Regions from separate parts of the Hordeum vulgare genome. Here region 2 is linked to region 1. A link is a contact called in public Hi-C data. All regions are on one chromosome and are shown on one strand. The core of a region is the stretch at or near the end of the contact, and the rest is flanking DNA. Distances in the headings are between cores, read along the strand shown. Region 1 holds the start of LOC123409718 (exocyst complex component EXO70A1-like). Region 2 holds the start of LOC123406965 (sulfite oxidase).

The links. Hi-C and Micro-C count contacts between places; a contact is called where the count stands out from the background.
Region 2: a Hi-C map of seedling shows a contact between it and region 1, with 3 times the contacts expected there. The contact joins the promoter of LOC123406965 here to the promoter of LOC123409718 in region 1. A contact is called at or near these places in 2 of 6 Hi-C or Micro-C datasets (leaf and seedling).

What each region holds. Positions count from the first base shown.
Region 1 is chr7H:203,134,901-203,137,641 of MorexV3_pseudomolecules_assembly, forward strand. It overlaps LOC123409718 (exocyst complex component EXO70A1-like), which reads left to right and starts at 1,395. Exons shown (of 1, transcript XM_045102579.1): 1 at 1,395-2,741. The coding sequence starts at 1,989.
Region 2 is chr7H:203,694,553-203,697,293 of MorexV3_pseudomolecules_assembly, forward strand. It overlaps LOC123406965 (sulfite oxidase), which reads left to right and starts at 1,388. Exons shown (of 12, transcript XM_045099982.1): 1 at 1,388-1,580. The coding sequence starts at 1,506.

The DNA of each region.
Region 1 (2,741 bases), core at 145-2,644:
CCAGACCAGCCGCAGTGGCTCGAATCTCTCTGACCCAGCGGTGAAATTGGATCCACCGGCTGCAACACTTGAACTTCATTGATGATTGCAGCACTAGCGTACACTTCTCCTCCGTTGAGAAAAACAGCCACAAGTCATGCGGGGGGCACGCTACCTGGATGCTCACCTCCGACGGCAGGATGCCACAGCACGCCTTGATGCTGGCCAGGAGAGCCGCCGGTGTCACAACCTCGCCGTCTCCAAGCGCACTGGCCAGAAGAACGAACTGGCGGTAGCGAGCTTCCAGCGCGTCCATCAATGGCGTCCGTGCCAGCAGGACACGACTCCTCTCTGGACGGAGACAGGGCTCACCACGACGCCAAACCTCGTGTGGGTAAGCCCTATCCAGCAAGTTGCGGTTGGATCCATCACCGCCGACGACCACCGCCGCCGTACTTCGGCCGTCTTCGCTCTCCACGCTCGAGCTACTCATCGCCGGAGGGGGTTGCGGGTTGGATTTGGGGATTTTCCCCCTCGAACTGGCTCACCTAGTCTTATCCAGTCCGCACTTACAGGTGGGGTCTCAGCTGACTGGTGGGGTCTTAACTGACGGATGGGCCATGCGGTGACGTGTCATTCGGTGTATTCGTGATAAGTATATGCCGCGTAGAGCAGGGACGGCAACTCCAAGTACCAGAACTGTATTGGTGACGTATTTCCGTGTATGAGGATAGTATCGAAGCAGTTCTCAACTTCCTGGACTGGATTGGAGCTCGCCGCCAACTTCCAGGATGACAGATGCAATTATCTCTCCAAATTGCGTGTGTGCGTGTGCTTGTGCATGGCCGCCCCCGCTTCCTTGGCCTAGACTGCCAAAGAAAGCGATTTGTCTTTCAAGATGGTTGCTAGAGAAGAGACATGGATGAAGCAATGCACCGCGTTGCAAAGGTCCATGGAGACAGGAATGTTTGCCTCTTCAATCTTTTTTCATCGGATTGCCGGGATCATGTACATTTACGCAAATGTGGACTTGACGATAACGAGATATTCGCGATATGACAATGACTAGTGAACAGTAGCATTATTTAATTCCTTTTTCAGGGCAAGTGCCATTGTTCATCTAACCTTCTGTGTCGGTTATGAAAGATCAGAAGTCTTTCCCCTTGACTTTTCGGCGGTTCGTGGGCCAAATGTGCCGGCTTACTGGGCCAGGAGGCCGCCGGGCATTGACTTGTCTCTATTCTCTAAGCAAGTATCTCTACAAAATGTCTATAAGCAAGTGCAGAATAGTAGAGACTGACCACGGTCCACGCAGGATATCGTTGATGAACACCAGAACACGTTTGAGCGACCATCCGATTAGAAACTGATGTATCAGGTCGAGTGCTATTCAACTGTGTACACCTTTTTTTTCTGCGAGAGAGAGAGAGAGAGCTGTCTTAAAGAAAGAATGAATCCTGATGCTCTTACTCTAATTAATCAGTGCGGTATCTCAGTTTCGTGCAGAACAAACAGGGCAACTATTGGGGATGATGTTAATCCTGACTTTTTCGTGAAGCTGACAGAGGATCAACCGTCCAAGTACTACTATTCAACTGAAGCAGACAATCGGTTGTTCATCTTTTATAAACGAAAAGAAAGAAAGTAGAAAAGAAACGGGGACATTTATCTGTCAAGCGCAGGTATGAACCGTGCCTCTCAATATTCTGCGGCGGTCCAAAAACCGCGCTGATAATCTGGCAATTGCTTGACACGGTAACCGCGACCGTGCTTCGTTTGGTTGGTTGGCCCGTCGCGCGTCAACGTTACTACAAGGCGATTAAAACCACGGCGTAGGTGGCGGATACTTTCTCCCGGTCTTCCCACGCCACCTCCATCGGCGACGAGACCACCGAACAAGAAGCAGAAGCAGCAGCAGAAGCAGCAGCGAGGTTTCTTGCTGTTTCCTCCATCGGACGATCGCGTCGTCCTCGGTCTCGGAGGCGCCGCCCACGGACATAGTGAAGAGGATGGCCGTCTCCAAGAACGCCGCCGATGACATGATGCGCGTGCTGTCTATCTACGACGCGCGCTTGCTCCCGACGTCCCCTCCGGCGGAGGGTCAAGCGACCGGGGAGGCGTACGGGTGCGATGAGAGGGATGAGGGGGAGCAGGAGCAGAAGGAGGAGGAGGAGGCGTTCGCGGCCGCGGAGGACGTCATCCGCCGGTGCAACTCGTCGTCTTCGTCGTCCGGCATGATCGATTACCTGTACGCCGTCGACGACGCCCTCACCGCGGCCGCGCTCCAGGGCGGCCTCGCCTCCCGCGCGGCCGAGGCCGTGCAGGCCGCCATGCCGCGCCTGGAGGAGGAGGCGCGCGCGCTGCTCTGCTCTTCGTCCGCGCGGCGCCTCTCGCTCTCCTCGGACGACCTCGACGACGCGGCCACGCCGCCCGACGCGTCGCCGCGCCTCTCACCGCGCGCGGCTGCCTCCGTCCGCGGCGTCGCGGACCGCATGCTGCGCGCCGGCTACGGCCCGGAGCTCGCGCAGGTTTACGTCACCGCCCGCCGCGACGCCCTCGCGGAGGCCGTGGCGCACCAGCTGGGCGCCGCCGAGCCCGTGGCCATCGAGGAGGTGTTAAGGATGGAATGGCTGGTGCTCGACCAGAAGATGCGGCGGTGGAACCATGCCATCCGGGTCGTGGTCAGGACCCTCCTCGCCGGCGAGCGGCGGCTCTGCGACGAGGTCTTCGCGTCCGACGAGGAGCTCGGCCACGAGTGCTTT
Region 2 (2,741 bases), core at 138-2,637, 560 kb after region 1:
CGCATAGCAGGATAAGGCACATCACAGCTCAAGCAACTACCAGGTATGCTAGGTTGCAAGGTTTGGCTATTTACTGTGACAAGGTTAAGTCATGCAAAGGAAGTGGGTTCAACTATCGTGGCAAAAGCAGTTGAAGCATTTGATCCTAATGCAATAAATAGGTGCAGGAGCAAGAACATGGGAGTTATCGGAATGATCAAAGGGGTTGCTTGCCTTGTTGCTCAGAGGAGGAACGATATCCGTCAGACGGATATTCGGTGGAATCCGGGGGTGCGGAGCCTACCGAAAAGAATGGCAACATTCAATAACAATCATATGCACTCAAAATGATGCATGAGCATGGCATGAGAATGCAAGGTGATAAGTTATTGTTTTCAACATGTAATAGGTTTAGAGTTGATTTGAACCACATTCGAATAGCAATTCAAACGGGGTATTCTCGGATACCGGTTTAATTGATTCGACCTGATGCTCAGATCAACTTGATGTTAACATGCATGAAATGTCATGTTATGGTACTGGTTTGTAATTAGGGCAGTGTGTGATCATTGCATATATAATGAAATTTGAATATTTTTGCAAATTCCATTTATAAAGTGATTAAAAGAATTGAATTATTTCTTATTCCACAATTTAGGGTTTTGTAACTTTTTTAAACATGGTTGAAAATAGTATAATCAGAATCCTTGAATTTTTCTGATACTTTTTCATATATAAATTATTTTCATTGGAGTTACAGATTAATTTCTATGATTTTTACAAATTTTAGCAATTTTCTGAATTAGTTTTATACTGGAAATTCTATTTATTGCCTCAGGCTGACGTCAGCAGGTCAGCCGACCTGTTCAGATCAAACCTGACAGGGGGCCCACTGGTCAGCCTCTCTGGGACTAACCTATGCTTGATTATCAAAAACAACTAGAGTTCTCTGCAAAAGCATAACATTTTTCTATCTCATTCGAAAATGGACCACACGCTGATGAACAGAAAAAGCAGGGTTATCGACAGGATAATGAGTCACTTAAATTTGTACTGTCGGTTGATTGCCAAAAACATCAGCAGATTTTCTGTAAAGAAAAAGATGAACGGGCTGATGTCGGACTAGAATATGCATGCCCCGTTGCAGCGCATGGCTTATTGCTAGTTTAAATAATCACAATAAATTCTCACTTTTTTTAAATGGAAAAAGGAGAATGGAATGAAGCTAAGCCAGAACCGCTCGCCTCGTATAGAACGAAACATTGTAAAAACGCTGCGGTTTTGTTACAACGAAATGAAACCAGGTGCAGAACCCCCTTTTTCCAGAGACGAGAGGGCCCGCATGTCATGGCACAGTGAGTGTTTAGGCCATCGAGCGGCGGCTTTGCACTTCCCGACTCACCACACACCCACAATCATCGGGGTCATCGTCACCCAAATTTTGCGACAACAAAATACACACTACTCCCGTGCGTGCCTGCCAAAAAAACCACGGCCAGTGACCAAACGAAGACGAAGGAAGGGAGATGCCGGGGCTCACGGCACCGTCGGACTACGCGGAGGAGCCGCCGCGGCACCCGGACCTCAGGATCAACTCCAAGGTTGGTTCGCCCGACCTCCTTCGTACCTGCTGTTCGGTCGCGCGGGTGGGCTTGGCATGTCGCGGCGCGGGCGGCGGCATCGGCTGCGGATTCGCGGCCTGGGGCTGCTGGATTTGTGCGCCGCCGCATCGGGGCGGCGGGGATCGCGGGCGGCGCCGTTTATGCCGTGGCGCGTCCGGCTGCCGATATGAGCCGTGAGCAATCGGGCATCCGTGTTTAGGCTCGGAATTTTAGTCTAGTGGTGAATAGGTGCGCGTCCGACTGCTGGTGCCAAGGCGTGCGATCGGGGTTCCCGCTCCAGTTCTGGTTTGGGAGATGCAGTCCTCGTTCCAGTACACTCCAACAGGGCTTCCAGCCTGCTGCTATGTGTAGTTAGCATCTATAGAAGCTATTCCTGGTTTTCTCACAAGTTGTAGGACCGATGTGATCTGATTCCTCTAGGAGATTTGTTCGAAGAACTTGACCGCTGACTCGAAACACACAAACTCGAACTTCCTCCGTTGAAATGGTCTCTATTCATATGTATGAAAAATATTTATGTGGCCCCTATTACGAAATTGGAGGGTCTAGAGTACAGCGATTTCTCTTTTGCTAGGCCCATCACTGAAAGGCCTACTTTCTTATGATTACGAGGTTTATTCGAAGAGGAGGTCACATCCTGTAACCACAACATTTCTCCCTTTTCTTCTACCCCAGGCTGTGCAACATTTTGAAATTGGGAAATTGCAACAGGAGTAGGTGATATTAGAGAACAATTAGCAGATTTGGATTTGCGAATTATTATAGAGAATTCCTTAGTTGAATGGAGGGAATTAGAAGGCGAGGGGTATAGCGGAGATGAATGTGAGGATAGAAAAGACAAATAAGAAAAGTTTTTTAGACGCATGCAATTGGTGAAACATATTGTTCAAACAAATGTAGAACCATATTATGTGACATGTCTGTGAATTAATTACGACATTCTATAGGAGTACTAGTTCGTGCAGCAGTAACTTTTCCTTTATATTGATGGAAAATTAGGATAAGTAAGCATTTGTGATTTGTCCATGTCTTTTGTATTAACTAGATGATGCCCCGCGCGTTGCTGCGGGACGTTGCTAAAAGAATGTGTAAATAGTTGCTAAGAAAATCTATAAATAATGGAAAGCAAACGTAAGCTTA